Regions from separate parts of the Mus musculus genome. Here regions 1, 2, 3, 5, 6 and 7 are each linked to region 4. Evidence: chromatin contacts called from public HiChIP or PLAC-seq and promoter capture Hi-C data. All regions are on one chromosome and are shown on one strand. Each heading gives the region's core, a stretch centred on a gene start, on an enhancer-like site or on the middle of the called end of the contact. The rest is flanking DNA. Distances are from core to core; before and after follow the strand shown.

Evidence for each region. Promoter capture Hi-C pulls out the DNA fragments that hold promoters and counts their contacts. HiChIP or PLAC-seq counts read pairs in DNA pulled down with a chosen protein or histone mark.
Region 1: an H3K27ac HiChIP or PLAC-seq map of embryonic stem cells shows a contact between it and region 4, with 5 times the contacts expected there. The contact joins the promoter of Top2a here to the promoter of Hap1 in region 4. A contact is called at or near these places in 3 of 39 promoter capture datasets (embryonic stem cells, hippocampal neurons and liver) and 3 of 115 datasets of contacts at active chromatin or transcription factors (all in embryonic stem cells).
Region 2: a promoter capture Hi-C map of liver shows a contact between it and region 4, with 9 times the contacts expected there. The contact joins the promoter of Gjd3 here to the promoter of Hap1 in region 4. A contact is called at or near these places in 3 of 39 promoter capture datasets (cranial neural crest, hippocampal neurons and liver) and 3 of 115 datasets of contacts at active chromatin or transcription factors (embryonic forebrain, embryonic hindbrain and embryonic stem cells).
Region 3: a contact with region 4 is called in a promoter capture Hi-C map of liver, with 8 times the contacts expected there. The contact joins the promoter of Ccr7 here to the promoter of Hap1 in region 4. A contact is called at or near these places in 4 of 39 promoter capture datasets (cranial neural crest, embryonic stem cells, liver and 1 more), 1 of 484 Hi-C or Micro-C datasets (embryonic stem cells), 2 of 115 datasets of contacts at active chromatin or transcription factors (bone marrow-derived dendritic cells and neural tube) and 1 of 9 other capture datasets (adipose tissue).
Region 5: a contact with region 4 is called in an H3K27ac HiChIP or PLAC-seq map of large pre-B cells, with 5 times the contacts expected there. The contact joins the promoter of Cdc6 here to the promoter of Hap1 in region 4. A contact is called at or near these places in 1 of 39 promoter capture datasets (hippocampal neurons) and 3 of 115 datasets of contacts at active chromatin or transcription factors (embryonic stem cells, forebrain and large pre-B cells).
Region 6: a contact with region 4 is called in a promoter capture Hi-C map of liver, with 5 times the contacts expected there. The contact joins the promoter of Csf3 here to the promoter of Hap1 in region 4. A contact is called at or near these places in 3 of 39 promoter capture datasets (hippocampal neurons, liver and pre-B cells).
Region 7: an H3K27ac HiChIP or PLAC-seq map of microglia shows a contact between it and region 4, with 8 times the contacts expected there. The contact joins the promoter of Igfbp4 here to the promoter of Hap1 in region 4. A contact is called at or near these places in 3 of 39 promoter capture datasets (cranial neural crest, embryonic stem cells and hippocampal neurons), 3 of 115 datasets of contacts at active chromatin or transcription factors (embryonic forebrain, embryonic hindbrain and microglia) and 1 of 9 other capture datasets (embryonic stem cells).

Annotation. Positions count from the first base shown.
Region 1 is chr11:99,022,612-99,025,463 of GRCm38.p6, forward strand. Top2a (topoisomerase (DNA) II alpha) reads right to left here and starts at 1,578. Exons shown (of 36, transcript NM_011623.2): 1 at 1,435-1,578; 2 at 229-381. The coding sequence starts at 1,455.
Region 2 is chr11:98,981,714-98,984,413 of GRCm38.p6, forward strand. It overlaps Gjd3 (gap junction protein, delta 3), which reads right to left and starts at 1,307. Exons shown (of 1, transcript NM_178596.3): 1 at 1-1,307. The coding sequence starts at 1,303. The coding sequence ends at 467.
Region 3 is chr11:99,153,779-99,156,675 of GRCm38.p6, forward strand. Ccr7 (chemokine (C-C motif) receptor 7) reads right to left here and starts at 1,299. Exons shown (of 3, transcript NM_007719.2): 1 at 1,211-1,299. The coding sequence starts at 1,220.
Region 4 is chr11:100,354,815-100,357,514 of GRCm38.p6, forward strand. Hap1 (huntingtin-associated protein 1) reads right to left here and starts at 1,327. Exons shown (of 13, transcript NM_177981.2): 1 at 876-1,327. The coding sequence starts at 1,263.
Region 5 is chr11:98,906,398-98,909,097 of GRCm38.p6, forward strand. Cdc6 (cell division cycle 6) reads left to right here and starts at 1,404. Exons shown (of 12, transcript NM_001025779.2): 1 at 1,404-1,584; 2 at 2,240-2,433. The coding sequence starts at 2,253. RefSeq lists an enhancer at 1-244.
Region 6 is chr11:98,699,687-98,702,658 of GRCm38.p6, forward strand. Csf3 (colony stimulating factor 3 (granulocyte)) reads left to right here and starts at 1,627. Exons shown (of 5, transcript NM_009971.1): 1 at 1,627-1,733; 2 at 1,818-1,990; 3 at 2,340-2,447; 4 at 2,694-2,840. The coding sequence starts at 1,694. It overlaps Gm38985 (a long non-coding RNA gene), which reads right to left and starts at 1,824. Exons shown (of 3, transcript XR_001780319.2): 1 at 1,751-1,824; 2 at 727-1,412.
Region 7 is chr11:99,039,909-99,042,859 of GRCm38.p6, forward strand. It overlaps Igfbp4 (insulin-like growth factor binding protein 4), which reads left to right and starts at 1,336. Exons shown (of 4, transcript NM_010517.4): 1 at 1,336-1,937. The coding sequence starts at 1,589.

The DNA of each region.
Region 1 (2,852 bases), core at 328-2,827, 1.3 Mb before region 4:
TGGGATCAAAGGCGTGCACCAACACAACCAGGAGTGGTCTTCTAGAATGTTGAAACACACACACACACACACACACATACACACACACACACACACACACACGCCTGCAGTATATACATGAATGATGGATCAGTTCCAATGACAGTAAATAAGTAAAAAAAAAAAAAAAAATCCTGACAAAGTATGCCATGACAATAAAGCAAGCGCACTTTGCTAGTTTGGTTTTACCTGGGTCACTAACTCCACAGAGCCAATGTAGGTATCTGGGCGGAGCAGTATATGTTCCAGTTGTGTTTTTTTCTGATAGATTCTTTCAATAGACAATCTTTTCTTGCCATCTTCATTCTTCTTTTTGTTCATTAGCATATTTTCATTTACAGGCTAGCCATTAGGGGAATTAAAAATAAACTTAATTTTAGCCACAAGTTTATCAGAAGTGGTCAACAAAATATCTGCAACAATGATAAAGTCCATACACTCTATCACCATCTATCCCCTGCTTGTAGGTACTGGTAGAGTTTACATAGTTTTGAACGAACAAGTCAATTAAAATCCTTGTGATTAGGTTCTGTGGTTTGAGTATTCGTGATGCTGGGGATGGAACCCAAGGTCCCCCCACCCCCCCTTGCATGCACATGCTAGGCAAATGCTCTGACCACTGAGCAAAATTCCCAGACCATTTTTTTCACCCCCTGTTGCTGTTTTTGAGAGTCCCATTAAATAGCTTAAGGCATCCTCTTGCCTCAGTCTCTGGAGCAGCTGCCATTTCAGGCCTGCCCCACTAGGTCTGGCTACAGATGCCCGTTTAAATAGGTATTTTAGTTCTGCAAGTATGGACATTTCTGCCTTGAGTAATATTTTTTATGTCATCGATAAACTACACTCAACTTCTTCCATCTAATGGGAAAATATTTAGTGAGTGCCGACATAGGCTCGTGCCGATTACAGATGGTATCCACCCGTAGCAGTTGGGATGCTAGCAATGCAAACCCTTGGCTACATTCACATCCCGAAACTGGACTTTTTTTGAGCCACTCGGTCGGCCAGCTCCTCAATGGGAACTGCCATGCTCTGCACCTTCCGTGATGAGTTATTCAAATCACCCAGGGAAGGGAAGAGGGCCACTGAATTCGAGTATAAGCCGGCTGGAAGTCACACAGAAGCCATTAGACTACAGACCGATCGCAGGACTAGTTGAACCTGCTCCCACAAACAATAAAAACACAACACTCAAGAACCCAGATTAGATTATAGATATCATTTCGGAAAGAGCTTCACCCAGTCCACGACCCCTCAAGGCCCAGAAGATGGGGCTGACCGGATCCAGCCGGTCGCCGGCCAGCGCTCGGCCCTGGAACCTCAACTCTCGCCGTCAGCCATGAACGCAGAGGCCACGTAAAGGCTCTACTACCCGGCCCCATCCGCGAGCTGTACCTGCAGCGGTGACAACTCCATGGTGACGGTCCTGAAGAGGCTCGAGAATCCGGAAAGCGACAAAACCAGCGGGAAACGCTAGGCGACCCGCGACGCGCGACGCGGGACCTGGACGCTCCCCTCACAGACGCTTGTCGGTTAGGAGAGCTTCCCTAGTTTCATTTGAACCTTTATCTAGCCCGCCCAAATCAGAGGAACCAATCACCGACTCGCTCTCATTGGCTCTGTTTGCAGTAACCAATCGTAGATCGTCTTTTATTCGAACAAAAGACCGCCTTTTCGAATAAACCAATTAGGTAAAAGAAGGCGGGAGAATCTTCAAAATGGACCAATAGCAATTGTTGGTGGTACTGACAGAAAATCTGACCAATGAGGAAGGTCCATGTGCTCTGAGAGACACTCTGAAGAGAGGGAAGGCATTTTGGAAGTGCAAAGTGGTTGACTAAGCCGTCCTTCTGAATATAACTAGAAAACGGATGCTCATTCTTTATTTCAGATCTGTTGAGATTACAGAGTCTTAATCCTGCGATGAGTTTTCCTTTTTTTTTCCTGACCGAGGAAACAACGCCATCCCTCCCTCAAGGCTGGCCAAGGCAGCGGTTCTCAGCCTGTGGGTCGTGACTCTTGGGGGTCGCATATCAGATAGTTTACCTTACAACTCATAACAGCAGCAAAAAAATTACAGTTATGAAGTAGCAATGGAATAATTATGGTAGCAGGGCATCACAACATGAGACGCTATGTTGAAGGGTCGCAACCTTAGGAAGTTGAGAAGCGCTGAGTTAATGCTGGCAAAGTTCTGGCAAGTTCTTCTGCTTGCGGTCTTAGGCTGCCACACACGAAGAGTATAGAGATGCCAGCAAAATCGCGAGCAGCACTAACACTCCCTGTGGATCACCCCTGATACAAAGATTCATTCATGCTTCTTCAGTGGAGCTGAGAGGCCCTCATGAGACGGGAACTTCTCCCTCAGTCAGCTGCTGAGGGAATCTACAAGAGCTCTTTATATTTGCCCTCTATGCATAATGCAGTCTAGAGCACCGTTCAATTTGACATAAGAGGTGGGGGCTTGGTGGGTTCTCGATGGAGGAAGCTTCAATTTCCTGTGCTAAAAGTAAAAATGGTAGATATAAACTGGTTATGTGTGACGACACCACCCCTTTAATCCCAGCACTTGGGAGGCAGAAGCAGGTGGATCTTGGAGTTTATGGCCAGCCTGGTCTACAGAGCAGGTTCCAGAGCAGCCAGGGCTACACAGAGAAACCCTTTCTCTAACCCCACCACCACCCTCAAAAAAATCGCTATTATCAGCAAGGAATTTCTTAAATTTAAACATTTTTCCTTTCCAAAAGGCGCCCAAGATCAACCATTATTAAATAACTTCACGTGTCCAACAACAACCCTGCTGGCAAAGTGAA
Region 2 (2,700 bases), core at 57-2,556, 1.4 Mb before region 4:
ACACGCATGTGCGGACCCTCACAAGCATACACATGCAAATACACACAGCTCATAGAGGTTTACTATGCTTGAGCAGCCAACCCATCTGAGTGTGTCCAGAGAGAGTGTGTGCAGAGCGCTCACGGAAAACCACTCTTCTCTGAATTAGCAGGGAACCTGGGAATGTTGCCATCACTGTTGATTTTTGTCCCCGGTGCAACAATCAGGTCACCCACGGCCGGTTTGCCGCCTCTCAGGGGAGCCCTTGGCGTCCTCCCTTTCCGCAGGGATCACAGCACCGAGGAGCCTCCCTGATTTAACACGGCTGCCGTAACCAGCACTAGGAAGTGCGACACCTCCCCCACCCGAACCCTGGCGGTCCCCTCTGCTCATCTTCTGCTCAGGCAGGGTCCTACGCAGTCTTTCAGAAGCAAAGCCTTCTGCCTCCAAGGACCCGGGTGCTGATATCCAGCCTCCGATCTCGCCGCTAGATGGCCAGGTCCTGGCGCACGGTAGCCAGCGACGCTTTGCTGTGGCCGCTGCCGCCTTCGCCCTCGCTGTCGCCTGCCGGTGAGCGGTGCGCGTAGGCTGGCGGGCCGAAAGGGTCGGGGTCCCCGCGCTGCGATGGCAAAGAGGGCGACGGCGGCGGCGGCGGGAGCAGCTTGGCGCGCTGGCGACCCTTCCAGAGCAGGTGACCCAGCTCCGCCACGCTGAGCAGCGCCGACAGCAGCCCGACGGCGAAGTAGAAGACCACGAAGACGGTCTTCTCGGTGGGCCGGCTCACGAAACAGTCGACCGTGTGCGGACAAGGTGGCCCGGCGCACGCGTAGTGCGGGTCCACGCGGAAGCCGTAGAGCAGCGCCTGGCCGCCCAGGAAAGCCAGCTCGGCGAGCAGGCGCAGAGCCACGCTCAGCAGGTAGCAGCGGCGCGCGCGGCGAGCGCGCAGGGCGCACGGGGAGCACGGCGCCTCGGCACGCCCGCGCGCGCACGGCGGGGCCAGCTGCGCACCACCCGCCTCCTTGCTGGCCTGGTGCATGGAGTAGATGACGAACAGCACCGGCGGCGCCGACAGCAGCAGGATGTGGAAGAGCCAGAAGCGGTAGTGGGACACCGGGAAGGCGCGATCGTAGCAGGTCTGGCGACAGCCGGGCTGCAACGTGTTACACACGAACTCCTCCTGCTCGTCCTCGAACACCGCACCTCCCACCGTGGCCAGCACCAGGATGCGGAAGATCAGCATGATCACCAGCCAGAGACGACCCACGAGCGGCGACTGTAGCTGCACCGCGTCCAGCAGGGAGCCTAGGAACGCCCACTCCCCCATGACGCTGGGGACGAGGAAAGGGGGTAGTCACAGGCTGGGGCGGGCTGAATACCCCCTGTCCCCCGCCACCCCCCACCCCCACCCCCACCCCCGTCCCTCAACAATCTCGGAGGGCGCCAGGGAAAGAATATTTTCTGGGGTTTAATGAGTTAATGTCAGAGTGTGAGGATAGTCCATCCTCAGCTATGGGATTCCTTCATATGGGCATAGAGGGGTGCTGAGGAGGGATTTCCCCGCACACCTGGCCTGGGCCTGCTTGGCTAGGGAGACCCTAAGGTTCCCCAGATTCTAGGTTCTTCTTCAGGGCCAACCTTGCTGGCCTGGCTTTTTGTGCCAGGAGCAAGAGCGGCTACTGGAGTCTAGAATTCTACGTTCCTTCTGTTTGAGACCCCTGGGAGCAAGGGGAGGGCCAGGCCGGGTGAGCCCCCACTGTCTCCTTTCTCTCTCACCTCGCAGCAGGGAACGCCTTTTGGGGTTGGAAGCTGACACAGAAGCCTGTTTTTCCAACTTAGGATCTCTCGCCCGCCCTCAATCTTCCCTTCCTCACCAACCTCAGCCAAGGAGACCGGGCACAGCCCCCTCGACTCCTCTCTGATAGCAATTATCAAGCATCTCTTGTAAGCCTCCCCAGACACACAGAATACACCACGTCCCGTCCCTGTAGACCCTTAGTGGCCTCTAGATGTCCCCAACCCCACTTACCCCGGGACCTGGGCCTTAGAGCTGAGCGGAGGACCTTGAGAGACAGCTGGGACCTGTCCCTCTGGGTCCCTCTTTCATTTTCCTTTTTGGCTTTGGCCGGGATGGATGATAGGACAAGTATGGCTGAGAGGGGCTAGCTCTCCCCCTTCTCTTAAAGGGACAGGGTGACCTGTGGTCCGGCTCCACCCTGGAAATAGATCCAGGGCCACACCCCTTGTTGGGTCCTTCCTGCCTTCTCTTTCCATCCCTTACCCCCCATGCCCATCCCATAGCCATGTCTCCATCTGGCGATGGACGGAGGCTAACTAGAGCTACATTTTTTTTTTTAATTGAGGGAGCCAGAGAGATCAATCATGGGAACCCTATCTCCTGGCAGACTCCTCAAACTGAAGACTAGGTCCACCACAACCAACTGACCCCATTTTTGAAGGGTCTTGTGGGCCAGAGGGAGATAACTTCGGCTTTTAGGGGACAACAAATATGGCTTTGGGGGGGGGGGGCTTTTGGTTCTGCCACTATTGGACCTTGGATGAGCCATGTAGGTCACTTGGGCTAAGATCTCTTGGTCTGTCACCTGAGCCAGCTAAACTCTAAGATTCTTACTTTGTTCCGAGACAGAGTCTCGCTGTGTAGTTCAAGCTGGCCAGGACCTTACCGTATAGGCCAGGCTGCCCTTGAAGTAAATGATCCTCCTG
Region 3 (2,897 bases), core at 49-2,548, 1.2 Mb before region 4:
CATCCATCCATTCCTCCATCCCTCTCTCCCTCCCTCCCATCAACACTTTTTACTTACACCCAAAACATCTGAGAGGCAGAGGTGTAAGAACAAAATCCTGCTTCCCATGAGTTCATAGCCAGCAGAGGTGGACCCCACTATATACCTTCCACAGCTGGATCTAGATCTAGGGTGCAATGCACGCTGGGCAGGAGAGACAGATAAAGATGCTGCTGGCTGTGGTGTGGCTTGGAGGGGGTGTGAGGACAGCACCAGGGAACCTTCACTTTTTAAAGTCAACCCCTTGTGGCTTTGAGGCTGGTGAGCGGAACTCTAGGAACTTGGCCCCTCCAGCCCCAGCCGAGTCTGACTCTGCAGCCGAGATTTAAGATGTGTAACTGGGGTGTCTGGAGCTGGACTCCCCTTGGCACTTTGCTATAGTAGACACTGAGGCTTGCCTGGTAGAATAGCTTGTTATAGAGAGGGCTGTGGTGTGTGGGCTTTGTTTTAGGGGCTGTGCTGTGCTGGCTACAGTTTCTCTACGTGGAGTGCCCCCTGGGCCACTCAATTTTATGTTAGTCATTCACCCTTTAACCTGCAAGAGGCACAAAACCTGGGATGTGTAGGAGGGAGGAAGGGAGGGAGGAAGACAGACAGAGACAGACAGACAGATGACAGGCAGAGACAACAAGAGGCAGAGGTGGCAGCTAGTATTTGTATTGCACTATGCACAGCACAGTTTCCATCAGTTTCACTCTTCTCGTGAGCAAGGAGATTCAAATCCTGGTTTAACAGGACAGAAAGGAGGGACCCAGAGTGGGAGCAGGGTGTCCTGAACTCTCTAAAGAGAATTTTCTTAGTCCCCAGAGGTGCCAGAGAACATCACCCATCCCTACCAGCTGAGAACGTGTTCTATCCAGGCATCAAGGTCAGTCTACCAGGCTGTTCATTGCCTGCTGCTTGAGAGGACCCAACTTTATGCCTGTGTCTGTCTTGGCATCCACAGCTGTTCCTTCCCCTGGGTCTGAAAGAGCAGGTACATCCTCTCTCCAATGCCTCATCCAACGGGATGGCATTCTCTGAAAGCAGCCACCAGTTCACACCAACTGCCCTGATTGCTCTGGAAACTCCCCCCCCCCCCCATGACCCCTATCCCCCATGCATGTTCATTGCCCTAGAGTCTGGCTTTGTGTCAGAAGTTTTGACTTCTCTTAAGAGAAAGCTTACTTACCTGGGTCCATGGTGCTCTGGGGGCTGTAGAAATCACACAGGAAGGCTGTGCTTTTGGTTCTTGTCTCTCTCCAGCTAGCCCTCTCTGGCAGGGAGGAAGTGGTAAGAGCCCCTTTTAAGTTGTTCCAGAGCCCCTCCCACTCCTGTCCCACCCCTCAGAGTCTTCCTGGGCCACAAGGTATGTGATAACCACATTCGGCTGTCATAGGATCCTGAATCACTGAGTCGTTTGCCTTCAGAAAGCCCCTGGTAGTAGTGCCTTGTAGAGACTCAGGGAGGAGCTGCTTACATCTGTGAGTGCCAAGCACGCCTGGGTGGCTGCTGTGGGGTGAGATAGGCTGAGGCTCGGGAGTCAGAGGTGTACTTGCATCCTTCTCTTGGTTTTGAATAAAAGTCTCCCTTTCAGTATGAACTTGATCAGTGGCTATTGTCCCAGCAGCCGCCAGGCAGCCCCGACATACACCTGCGCAGCCAGGGTGAGGTCTGTTGAACGGTCCGGCCAGCAAGGCTTCAGTGACACAACCACGAAGTGAAAGTTTGAGTGTTTATTTTTAGTACTTAAGCTAAACATCACAGGACCTAGATGCTAGATATGAGGGTGCCTGGAGCCCCTCGGCTTTCTCTACTAACCGAGAGGACATCAAGTCTAAGTCATTATCCAAACTGGTTCCCCAAGAAGAGATTTTATTTATTTATTTATTTATTTATTTATTTATTTTATTTTATTTTATTTTATTTTATTTTATTTTATTTTTGTCAGTGCCATGATTGTCCTAGAACTTGTTCTGTGGACCTAGCTAGCCTCGAACCCATGGAGATCTACCTGCATCTGCCTCCCGAGTGCTGGTATTAAAGACATATGCCACCATGCCTGGCCTATTTTTATTTTACTTTTTTTATTCTTTGTGACCACACCCATTTTCCCCCACAGGGAAACTGATTGATATATTTATTGGCATTTTTAATTGTTGTGCCTGTGTGGTGTGTATGGTGTGTGTACACACGTGTATGTGTGCGATCGTATGCGTGAATGTGGGGATTTTATGCCATTGCACGTGTGAAGATCAGAGACAATGTCAGGTGTCAGCCTACTTCCATTCTGTTGCAGGTATCACGTCTTTATTGAGTGCCCCATTCTATACTAAGGTGAGCTGGCCTTCTGGGTGCGTGGTCTCTTGTCTCTGCTTCCCATCTCCTTGGGGGACTGCTAGGATGACGAATGCTCATGCTACTGCCAAGCTGCTTATGAGGGTTCTGGGATTTGGACTCAGTTCCTCGTGTTTGTGGGGCAATTCTCTGTTAGCTACTAAGCCACCTCCCCAGTCCAAGGAGTGGGTTTAAAACAAGCATAGAGATCATGTGGGGACTGTGGGTGGCCATTGAGTTCTAGAGCAAATATCTAAATGTTCCATTTCCAGGAGAGACACCTGTAAATTTTTTTATCTCTAGCCACTGATTGTAGACAATTCAGTGAGCGACAGGACCCGACACAGAGCTCAGAATGACTTAGCCCTTCTTCTGTATTAACTAGTTAAAAACAGGGGGCTGGAGAGATGGCTCAGTGGGTAAGAGCACTGACTGCTCCTCCAGAGGTCCTGAGTTCAATCCCCAGCAACCACGCGTTGGCTCACAACCATCTGTAATGGGACCCGATGCCCTCTTCTGGTGTGTCTGAAGAGAGTGACAGT
Region 4 (2,700 bases), core at 77-2,576:
CTCACAACAAAGATTGTGAGACTGCACTCCATCTGGCCCTAACACCCTCTCCACAGCTCCGGATCTCCCCACTCCTGCTTTCTCAGGAGGGGCCTGGATGCTGTAAAGGCAAAACCATCCTCTGGGCTCAGGAACTGGACTCTCAAGACCCCTGGGTCTCTGGGCCCCTCGAGATAAGAAGTCAGGGAAAATACTGGGCTCATCATGCCCACCCCCAATCGGCATCTTAGCCATCACTGGAGTCTCCTCGATCATAAAAACAAATGCAGTCACCCATCCTAAACCTGTTGCTTGTCACAGGAGGGCCAAGTAGACTTCTTCAGCACCCAGAAGCGGGCACCTGAGCCTAAAATTGCCCCCGCCCAGAAGAGGAGGGACAGAAGCCCAGTGCCCCGCCCACTCCTCCCTCTTCATTCCAGCTTCGGAAAAGTACGACCCAGACCCCCTGAGGACAAGTAGTGGTCAAAGGCTCCCCTACACACACACCTCTACCCACCCACGCAGGCTGGTTCCTGCGGGCTAGCGCAGGCTCAAAGCGCACCCGCAGCCCCCGCCCCTCTGCTGGCACTGCGGTAGACGGGGAGGGGGCACTGAGAGTGCGCAGATCTGCCACAGCAACAGGCGCGAAGAGGCGGGCGGAGAGCGCGAGAGAGCTCTGGACCTGACGCACCCACAATAATCGGGAAACCGGAAAAGGGGGGGGGGGAGATGGGGAAAGAGAAACCAAACCGGCACCGCAGACTGTGGTCTCGCGGGGGTGGTGGAAAGGTGGAACTAAGAGCCACAAGGGGGCGGGGCGCCTGAGTCGGTGCACCCCCTCCTACCTGGAGATGCCCAAATAGTGCCCAATGCGGGATCCCCGAGACTCAGTTTACCTTCCTGCAGCTCTCGAATAAACGCCGCACGCTCAGGGCCGGACACGCCGGGCCTCCGGCCGATGTACGCGGCTGGTGTCTTCCAGATTCCCTCGGCCTTTCCAGTGCCCAGGCCAGTGGCCCGGGGACCGTAAGGCCCCTGGAATACGTAGCGGGTCCATGGTGCGTCCGAATCACCAATGATCATGGACCGACAAAAGCTTCCTGTCTTGGTTCGGGATCCTGATTTTTGTCCGGACCCGGTTCCCTGCGCTGGAGCAGGTTTGGGCTCCGCCGAGGGCTCCGGAGCGGGACCAACTGCAGGCTGGGTCGTGGGGGTGCCTGCTGCTGGGTCCCCCGACCCTGTCCCGTCTCCCGCACCGCTCTGCACCTGCTCTTTCGGGCGCATCTTGACTCCGCAGTCCGCTGCCGCAGCCGGGGCTTTATAACCTGTGCTCGGAGCGGGCTCCACTGGGCTGTACCACGCGTGGCGCTAGGGGTGACCGTTGATCAGTTAGTGGTGCCGAGGACTCAGGATCCTGCAAGAAAGCAGCCAGTGGTGACGAGATAGGAAGTAAATAAAAGAAGAAGAAAGAAAGAGATGAACTAGTGCCTAGCTTATTCCGTGGGGTCGAGTCCACGGTGATGGATTTCTCTTCCCTTCCATCTTCTGAGAATGGTTCTGTCCAAAGCCGCCGCTTCCCTGGACTTGAGTAGAGGGACCCGTAGCTTCTGCCTAGAAACAACCCCCCCTTCAGCCCCCCGCGCGCGCTCCCGCCACCCCAGCTTCCAGGGGCTTTCTGTGTTGCCCTACCCAACATTGTGTACAGACCGAGGTGACCTGAGAATCGAGGCAGTACGCCTGTGCCTTCCCAGGTAGACTAAGCGAGAAATCCAAACTCCGGTATGGCTTTCAACGTGTTGCGTGTCATCCACAGGTCCCTCTCACTCTCGCGCTCGCCCCTGGACGTCTTCCATCTTAGTGCGTTCACTCGTTCTTTATTTCCAACCCTAATTCTCAAGCCCTACAGTCCAAGCAAGCACCTGTTCTGTTCTTCAAACATTCCAAAAAGAACATCTTCGGAGGGGATCCTGCTTAAATGTTTCGCTGTGACGACTCTTCAAGATCCCCGTGTACACACACACACACACACACACACACACACACACACACACACCAAAACATCCGTTATCCCAGGGTCTGAACTGATCGATGTCGGTCTCCACGACTTTACCCGTGCTCTTCAGCTCATGGACGGACGTATGCTCCCCAGAAAAATGGCTACTTTGGAAGCTGGCTCTCAGTCCTGAATGAACTGGTTTAAGGGGTGGGAGCTAGGGAGGGCAGTAGCCATTTCTGTGCTTTTAGACTGGGAGACAGGCTAAAGGGAGATGGATGACTCATGGACTCAAGTCTCAAAATCGTTCTTGATGTTCTCCATTCTCCACCATCCTCCAGTGGACAAGGCTATTGACTTTACGTTTTTTAAAATATTTATTTATTTATTTTTTATATCTGGTGTATGAAGGTGTCCATGTCAACATCAGTTGTTGTCCGTCCCTTGCCACCTTATTTTTTGAGACAAGGTTCCTCACTGAATCTGGAGTTCAGCACTTTGACTAGACTGTCTGGCCAGCGATTCCCCAAGACATCCACTTAACTCCACCCTACCCCTCAGCCCCGGGGTTTACAGACAGGTGCCACCATACCAGACCTTCATGTGGATGCTAGGGATCCAAACACAAGCCTTTATGTTTACACGCAGACCGAGACAGTTTACACATGCGCACACACATGTATGTATGTATGTATGTATGTATACACACACACAGACATACAGTTTTA
Region 5 (2,700 bases), core at 154-2,653, 1.4 Mb before region 4:
AGTTATAAAAACTTCCTAGGGAGCCGGGCGGTGATGGCACACGCCTTTAATCCCAGCACTTGGGATTTCTGAGTTCAAGGCCAGCCTGGTCTACAAAGTGAGTTCCAGGACAGCCAGGGCTATAGAGAAACCCTGTCTCGAAAAATAAACAAACCAAACAAAACCAAAAACCTTCCTCGGGTGCTTATAAAGACTAATTAAGGTGATAGAGGTAAAATAACGAGCTCAGACCCACACACTTACGTTGGCTCTTCCCAGCTATTTGAAATGAGAGGTAACTGGCGATTGTGCTGTTGTGCTCCTACTTGTAGCTTTGTGTCTGTTTTATTTGGTATCAGACAATAAAAGATATATCCTATAGCCAGGTGTGGTGGCGCACACCTTTAATCTCAGCACTTGGGAGGCAGACCCAGACAGATCTCTTGAGTTTAAGGCCAGCCTAGTCTACGTAGTTCCAAGACAGCCAGAGCTACAAATAAAAAGTCTCAGAAAACAATAACAACCAAAACAAAACAAACCAAGAACAAAATCCCATAGACTTTACCATTACCTAGAATTGGGCTCTGGTCTTTAGAAGAACCCGAGTAACCTTGGAGCCTGACCTGCCTGCAAATGGCTGCTCTAGTTACATTTTTCATTAAATGCTCAGCTTGCCTTGCCGATAACTCTTTTCCTTGGGTCCCAGACCCTAGTGCTTGGCCATAAGAGATTTTCAAATTAAAGAGACATAATTTTACTCCCTATGATGTGTAGCTAGATGGATGTTAAGGCAGCACTTGGAATGTATGACCTTGAAATTATACGTTTGGTGTTGCACTTGTTTCTCACTGAGCAAGCGCAAGTCAACAAATAGTGAGATGATGTCAGTTTGCTTAGATAGGTCTAGAACTTGCCCCCCCGCCCCCCAAAAAAATACCCTGGTTCGAGTTATCAGCTCCTCCCCACAGAAAATTCTGTGACCTTATACATTCATTTGCTTCATGCCATACAGGACCGCCCCCCAAAAAGTAGGCCTTGTAGCCCTCTTAAAATCTAGCCCACCAGAATAATGAAAATAGGGATGTTTGGCAGATAAGATGAGCAAAGGTAGCCCAGTAGAATGAGGACGTTAGGCAACGGTGGGGAGGCTGGGTGGAGGACAAAGTAGAAATAAAAATACGGAAGTAGATGTGCGTAGAGGCAAAAAAAAAAAAAAAAAAAAAAAAACTACACTTCCCGCCAGGCTTTACGGCGTGACGCGCTCGTAAACGCGCGCCTTTCCTCCGAGGTCTCAAAAGTTAACGCCCTCCCGGGCGAGTGGGTGTGACTTCGTGGTGGTCGCTGAGACCTGGGGCTGTCCTATTGGCTGCCGGCCGTCACCGGCGAAGGCGTGGTGATGAGTGACAACTAATCAGAAGCCTGGCTGGACTTTGGCGGGAGACGAGAAGGCTGAAGTAGAGCGGCTTTGGCGCGAGTTGACTTTGCAGCTGCTGTAGAATTTGTGGCGGGAGAGTTTTTACGGTGGTGATCGAGACGCGAGGAGTGTGCACTGAGCGACACGGCCCTGAAGAGTGCAAAGCTCCGCGAGGTCTGGTGTCCAGAGAGGTGAGGCTGGTCCGAGCAAGGCCGGTGGAGAGCGGGAAATCGCCTGGGGTCTGAGGCTGGGTCAGGGAGGGGGTTGTGAGCTCTAGAAGCGGTTCGAGCACGCCGCGTTGGGAAGGAGAGAGCTGCTGGGAGGAAACGGTGTAGGGTGGGGTCGGGAGTTTGGTGGAGTGCTGGCTAGTTTTGAGCAGAGGACGCAGCTGCCCTTGCCCAGGACTTGGGAGAGCCTAAAGGTGACGGTCTGGAACCAAACCAGTGCTAAAGACGTCTCACATGTCTGCAGGGAAGGAGCTAAAGTATTATAGAAATAAATGGAGACAGACTTCTGGCATCATACAAGTGTAAGAACTTGGCTTCTGGTCCCAGGGTGCCCAGGGTGATAGCCGTGTGTTTCTGTGACTATCTCTTTAAGAGAGGGCTAATAGTGTCTACATTTGACGTATGGTAAGACTGTAGTGTGTAATATGTGTATAACGGAATGTTACACGTACTAGGCAGACAGACGTTACCCTTTATTACATAGATTTGCATGGGAAGCACAACTAAATGTTAAAAATGCTATGTTAACGTGATTTATGGAGTGCTGGTCCCCAATATAATTATTTATATTGCTCTGTGTGTTTTTCTCTTTGCTCTCCTGATTTTCCTTTGTATCCAGTTGTGTGGCCATCATGCCTCAAACCAGATCCCAGACACAAGCTACCATCGGTTTTCCGAAAAAGAAGCTATCTAATACCCTGAAGAAACCCAATTCCCGGGATTGTGAAGTAAAACTTAGAAACGTCCAGCCTGTACCCACCACTCCGTGTGTGGACGTAAAACTTCTGCCTCTCAGTCCCCGAAAACGTCTGGGTAAGCCCTCCGCTTTGTGAGTGCGACTTTGTGACTGAGCTCTCAGCCTTTCCTGCCTTGATGCTGAGGTGCCTGGCTCTTAAAACCAGAGCTGTATTTGCCTTCATAATGGCTGCCAAGTGTGTACCGAATTTCACGGTTGAGCCGTACACTAGAGATCATTTGCTAAGGAACCTAGGTTTGATCTTCATTTCCTTAGTTCTGTCCTTTACATTTCCCTTGAAGTTATAGTGTTATGGAACTCGCCTGCGTGCTTGTGAAATTAAG
Region 6 (2,972 bases), core at 377-2,876, 1.7 Mb before region 4:
TTTGGTACTGTTATCAATTACGATGTAAGTATCTGATACGCAAGATGTCTATCTGATATTCTATTCGACCCCTGTGGGTCTTGAGTTTGTGACATATAAAGTAGGCAGCTGTTGCCAGTTAGCATGTTTTAAGAATTAAATCTCGCCGGGCATGGTGGCGCACGCCTTTAATCCCAGCACTCAGGAGGCAGAGGCAGGCAGATTTCTGAGTTCGAGGCCAGCCTGATCTACTGAGTGAGTTCCAGGATAGCCAGGGCTATCGAGACAGAGAAAACCTGTCTTGAAAAACAAAAACAAACAAATAAACAAACAGAATGGGAATCCCTTGGCCTGTCCTCTCAAGCAGAGGCTATGTAGTTAATGTCCATGACATCTGTGGCCACCAGAGGGCACCCTAGCCCCAGAGTTGGCCCCACCCCATCAGGTATGCCTCAACATCAAAAAATGTCTATATTCCTTGGCCCCACCTTGGTGGGGGTGAAATAGTTCAGAAAGTACCAGATCGAGATGCCATCAGTCAGACAAGGAATGCCGTCCTCCTTTTTAGGTAGTAATACCCTGTTGGGACTGAGAGCGACTGGGATGTCCCTCCATCCCTACTACCCATGATTGGGCAAGGCATTTCCCTTTCTGGCCCAGTTCACAGAGGTGAAATCACCAAGGTCTCTTTCAGAGCTAACACTGGGCAGAGTTCTAGGATGGGAGATGCAGCTCCTCCTTTCTCACCTCAGCATGCATCGACTCAAGCCAGCTCACACCACTGCTACATAATGAGCAGAGATCGTCGGGACACTCCATGACCCAGCCTCCGACGCCCTCCAGATGCCCCAGACTCCACGACATCGAGGTAATGTGCCAAGGGAAGCAGAAAGGCAAGGTCAGGTGAGCCAGGAGCCCCAGAGGGTCTTGATTCATTCAAGACAGACATCCGGTTTCCTCTGGCCTCTCTGCCAGGATCCAGGGGCTTAAAGAAATGAGTCATAATGGGGGGTATTGGGGAGTTCCCAGCTAATCAGCCTGGGACAGAACGGCCTGAATGCTGGACCAATTTATTTTTATCCAAATGTGGGGCAGGCGTAGACAGCAAGACCCTACCTAGGGTGCTGTGGAGGGCTCCCAGAAAAGCAGGAGGCAGCCACCAGGAAGCTTATGGGTCTGAAAAGAGGACAGGTTCTTTCTTCTCTCGGGATGTTTGTCCCAGGTATAGGTGACTTGAGAATCACAAATGAAGGGCAGAGGGGGCTCCCCAAGCACGTCTGCCAGAGGATGGAGAGACAGAAGCAGTCTTGATCTGAGCACCCATTCTTCCCCAGGGTCTGAGTTCCTTGCTATCCCCTCCAGGGTTTCACCAGCCTTGTTGGACAACTCGGATCCAGATCCAACACCCTGCAGCGATTCAGGCCTGGGTGTGGCTGGAAGAGAGGAAGAGAGTTTGAGGGGGGGACAAGACGTCAAGGAAGGAACAGAGATTCCCCGATTTCACAAAAACTTTCGCAAACAGCTTTTCCCCAACCCCCTGCATTGTCCTGAGCTATCATCAAATTTGCATAAATCCTGGGAAGTTATTACTAAGCCTGAGTTGCCCCAGCCCCAGGTAATTTCCTCCCGGGGCCTTGATGGCTTTATGTATAAAGGCCCCCTGGAGCTGGGCCCTGGCAGAGCCCAGAGCTGCAGCCCAGATCACCCAGAATCCATGGCTCAACTTTCTGCCCAGAGGCGCATGAAGCTAATGGGTGAGTGCCCTGGTTACCTGCCCTGGGTGTGGAATGGAGAGAGGCCGGATAACAAGTGCCTCAGACCCGTCTGTTTGCTCCTAGCCCTGCAGCTGCTGCTGTGGCAAAGTGCACTATGGTCAGGACGAGAGGCCGTTCCCCTGGTCACTGTCAGCGCTCTGCCACCATCCCTGCCTCTGCCCCGAAGCTTCCTGCTTAAGTCCCTGGAGCAAGTGAGGAAGATCCAGGCCAGCGGCTCGGTGCTGCTGGAGCAGTTGGTGAGTGGGGTTGCCATAGGTGTGGAGGGAAGGACTTGGGGGGGGTAGCGGGGGAGGCAGGAGCACAAATGAGAAGAGGGCAGACTAGGAACACACAGCAGTTGACAGTGTTTGCCCAGTGTGCACAAGAGCCTAGATGGCACCCTCAGAATACTGACAGAAACATTGAGGAAGGGAACATGGGGGGAGAAGGGCACAGGAAAGAGAATGAGTAGAGACAGCAGTGGGACCTCTGGATGGGACAGTCCTTAGGGTCACTAGGAAGGTAGGGAGCTGAGAAGCCAGGAGGACCTGAGCTGGACAAAGAGCCTGGCCCAGGTGAGCACCCTCAGTATCCTTCCATCTACAGTGTGCCACCTACAAGCTGTGTCACCCCGAGGAGCTGGTGTTGCTGGGCCACTCTCTGGGGATCCCGAAGGCTTCCCTGAGTGGCTGCTCTAGCCAGGCCCTGCAGCAGGTGAGTATTTTCGGAAAAAGGAGGACCAGGAGGAGAAGGGGGAGGAGGGGGAGGAGGAGAAAGAGGGAGAGGAGGGGGAGAAGGGGGAGGAGGAGGGGGAGGAGGAAGAAGAGGGGGAGGAGGGGGAGGAGAAGGAGGGGAAGAAGGAGGAGGAGGGGGAGAAGGAAGGACTACATCCTACTATTTGGGCTCCTGAAGAGAGCAAGCATCCCAAGATGTACTGCCTAACCCTGCTATCTTCCCCAGACACAGTGCCTAAGCCAGCTCCACAGTGGGCTCTGCCTCTACCAAGGTCTCCTGCAGGCTCTATCGGGTATTTCCCCTGCCCTGGCCCCCACCTTGGACTTGCTTCAGCTGGATGTTGCCAACTTTGCCACCACCATCTGGCAGCAGGTGAGTACCATCTGGAGGGGGTCATGGCAGCACACCTGGGCACCCTGGAAGCTCTCTATATTTTCAGAGGCCTGTTTTTTGGGAAGACACCCCTCGCCCCCTACCCCGCTTCCTCCAGGCTGAGAGACAGAC
Region 7 (2,951 bases), core at 86-2,585, 1.3 Mb before region 4:
GAGGTTGCCAGTAGGTGCCGTCAGTTCGCAACTTTTTGATCAGTCTTCCAGGTCCGGGTCTTGGTGCCTTTCTCCCTCCAACCGCGCCAACAGTCTGCGGTGCAGAAAGTGGGAGGTGGCCTAATTCCTCCGAGGCTGAAAGACCCCGACTCTGGGACAAAGAACCGGAAGAGGTCTAGGAAATCTTTAGGTTGGTTGCTCCTTGGATGTTTAGCCCAACCCTTCCGGACCCCATCCACCCGCAAAATCCTTCGGTCCTCCGACTGTGCCTGGACAGACACAAGAAGCGAACTCCTTGGTTGGGGAGGATGAGGAGGCGTAGGGAGAAATGAAAAAGAAGGTGGTAGGAGGTGGGTCTCTCCTCCAAACGCGACTCTAGATCAATTCCCGTTTCCAACAGAATTGCTGCGAGGGGAAGGGATATATTTATCAATAATCCCTTTATCACCCAGGGGCAAAGTGGCGTCGGGAAAATTAAAAGGCCGCTTCTCTTTCTGGAAATCTTTGACTGCCATCTACTGGGAAACTGTTGCAGTAACTATGCAAACACACAATGAGTACATGAAGTGGAGCCCCCTGGAGTTGTTCGACTCACATCTTGTACAAAGCCAATGGCAGTCTCCTTCCAGAATCTAAGCAGGGCGGTAGAGGGAACAACATCTAGGAAGGAGGAAGAGGCTTGGCACTTTGTTCTGGAGTTCTGGAAGCAGAGTGCAGCAAGGCCCAAATGGAACCAGGGGCGGGGGTCAAGCGACAGGGGTTCAGGGGCAAGTGAGAAGACTGCCTATTAGCACCTTGAGGCCAGAACTCTCCTGGACCCTTTACAGAGTGCTTAGTCGCCTTGTCCCACTTTAGCGCGGTCTCTAGAGGTTGACTGGACATACCCGGGGGGTGGGTGGGGGTGACCGGAGGACTCTGGCCAGGGATGGGAACTGAACAAGAGAATCTTGAATCCGCTATGAGGTCAGGTTTTCTGTGGCAGCAGGAGGATCTCCTAGGTGTCTGGGAAGGACTCCTTCGAGGTCGAGGGAGGGGGGCAAAGCAACATCCCCTTCGTTTCCCCTCGCCCTGCTTCCTCTTCAGGGTCCAGCTCAGAGGCTCTCCGCGCGCAGGCCACCGCTTCCAAACTGCGTCGCTTTCTTCGGCGGGGCAAAGGACTTTCAGATGTTGTAGCGGTGGCGGCGACTCAGGCCAGCGCCCCCTCCCCCCTAACGGCCTCTTCTCCCGCTCCATTGCTCCAGTTCCCCCTCGCCCTCCCCTGCTCTCCCACCTCGGGGACGGCGCTGGGGGTGTGGCCAGGGGGCCGGTATAAAGTCCCGGGAGCCGGTCCCGGGCAGCCGCTCAGCCCCCTGCCCCCCGCCGCCTGCTGGGCCGGCCGAGGATGCAGCGCAGCGCCTCGGTGGCCAGGCTCGCTCTGCTCCAGCGTGCTTGCTAACTTCCCCGGCTCCGTCTCTGCCTGCCGGGGTCGCCCCGTGTCCCTGCGCCCTCCGGGTCTGGTTCTCTAAGCTCTCTGGGCGCTGCCTCCGGGTCCCTTGCAGCCCGCTCGCGAGCCCGCGCTCCCCTCCTGCGCCCCACCCTCGTCCTCGCCATGCTGCCCTTCGGCCTCGTGGCCGCCCTGCTGCTGGCCGCAGGGCCTCGGCCGAGCCTGGGCGACGAAGCCATCCACTGCCCCCCTTGCTCCGAGGAGAAGCTGGCGCGCTGCCGCCCCCCCGTGGGTTGCGAGGAGTTGGTGCGGGAGCCAGGCTGCGGTTGTTGCGCCACTTGCGCCCTGGGCTTGGGGATGCCCTGCGGGGTGTACACCCCACGCTGTGGCTCAGGCATGCGCTGCTACCCTCCCCGGGGGGTGGAGAAGCCCCTGCGTACATTGATGCACGGGCAAGGCGTGTGCACGGAGCTGTCGGAAATCGAAGCCATCCAGGAAAGCCTGCAGACCTCTGGTAAGGTACACCTACCTTCCCTCGGCCACATTTCCCAAACACCCTCCTCCCTGCAACTTAGTTCCCATTCTGGCTGGCCTGGAAGGCCCGTCAATGCCCCCTGTGAGTTGAGGAGAAGGGAGGTACGTGGCAGAGCTTAGAAACAGCCAAGAATGCTGGCATTTAATCCCAGCACCAGTTGCCACTGGTCGAGGGAAACCTACCCCACCTCTTCATCTCAAACCTCCTAAGTACTTCTTTGGGAAGAGGGGCCTTGGCCTCAGTGGTAAGCCTGGCTCCTGAGGTAAGTTAAATGACCTGATTCAGTTACATTTGTCATCTAGAGTTAGATGACTGCGATGATAAGGTGTGCGTGCGTGTGTGTGTGTGTGTGTGTGTGTGTGTGTGTGTACATGCACATGTGCATACGTGTGTGCATGTGTCTGTGGGGGGTGATAAGGATGGTGTGTGTGTACATGCGCATGTGCATACGTGTGTGCAAGTGTCTGTGGGGGTGATAAGGATGGTGTGCTTGTGCACGTTTGTGTGATAAGGATGGTATGTGTATTCGAGCGGGAGGCAGTGTGTGTGTGTGTGTGTGTGTGTGTGTGTGTGTGTGTGTTGGGACGGTTCCTTTCTGTTCCTGATCCAGAGCCTGATCCACACACCCAGTCTCAGGTGAGAGGTGTGAGGAGCCAGGGGCTGGGCCTTTCACTCATCACCCTGGGGTGAAGTGGGACATACAATTCAGAAGAACCTCTGGGGTAAAGAACATGCGACTTGGACTTCCCCCAAAGGCTCAGAAAGCAAAGGAAGAGAAGGCAGGGCTCTTTCTGCCAGGTTGGCACATCCAGGTTTCTTGCTCCTTCCTTCTGGCAGGTGCCATCTGAGGGGGTTGGAGGGAAATGCTGGTTGCTGGTCCCGAGTTGCAGACCCCTTGGGTATATGGGACTGAGAAGAGAGGAGGGCTAGACAGACAGATCTTGCATTTATTCCTTCTCCTTTGTCCACTTGTCGGTGGACCTTTCTCCGTTT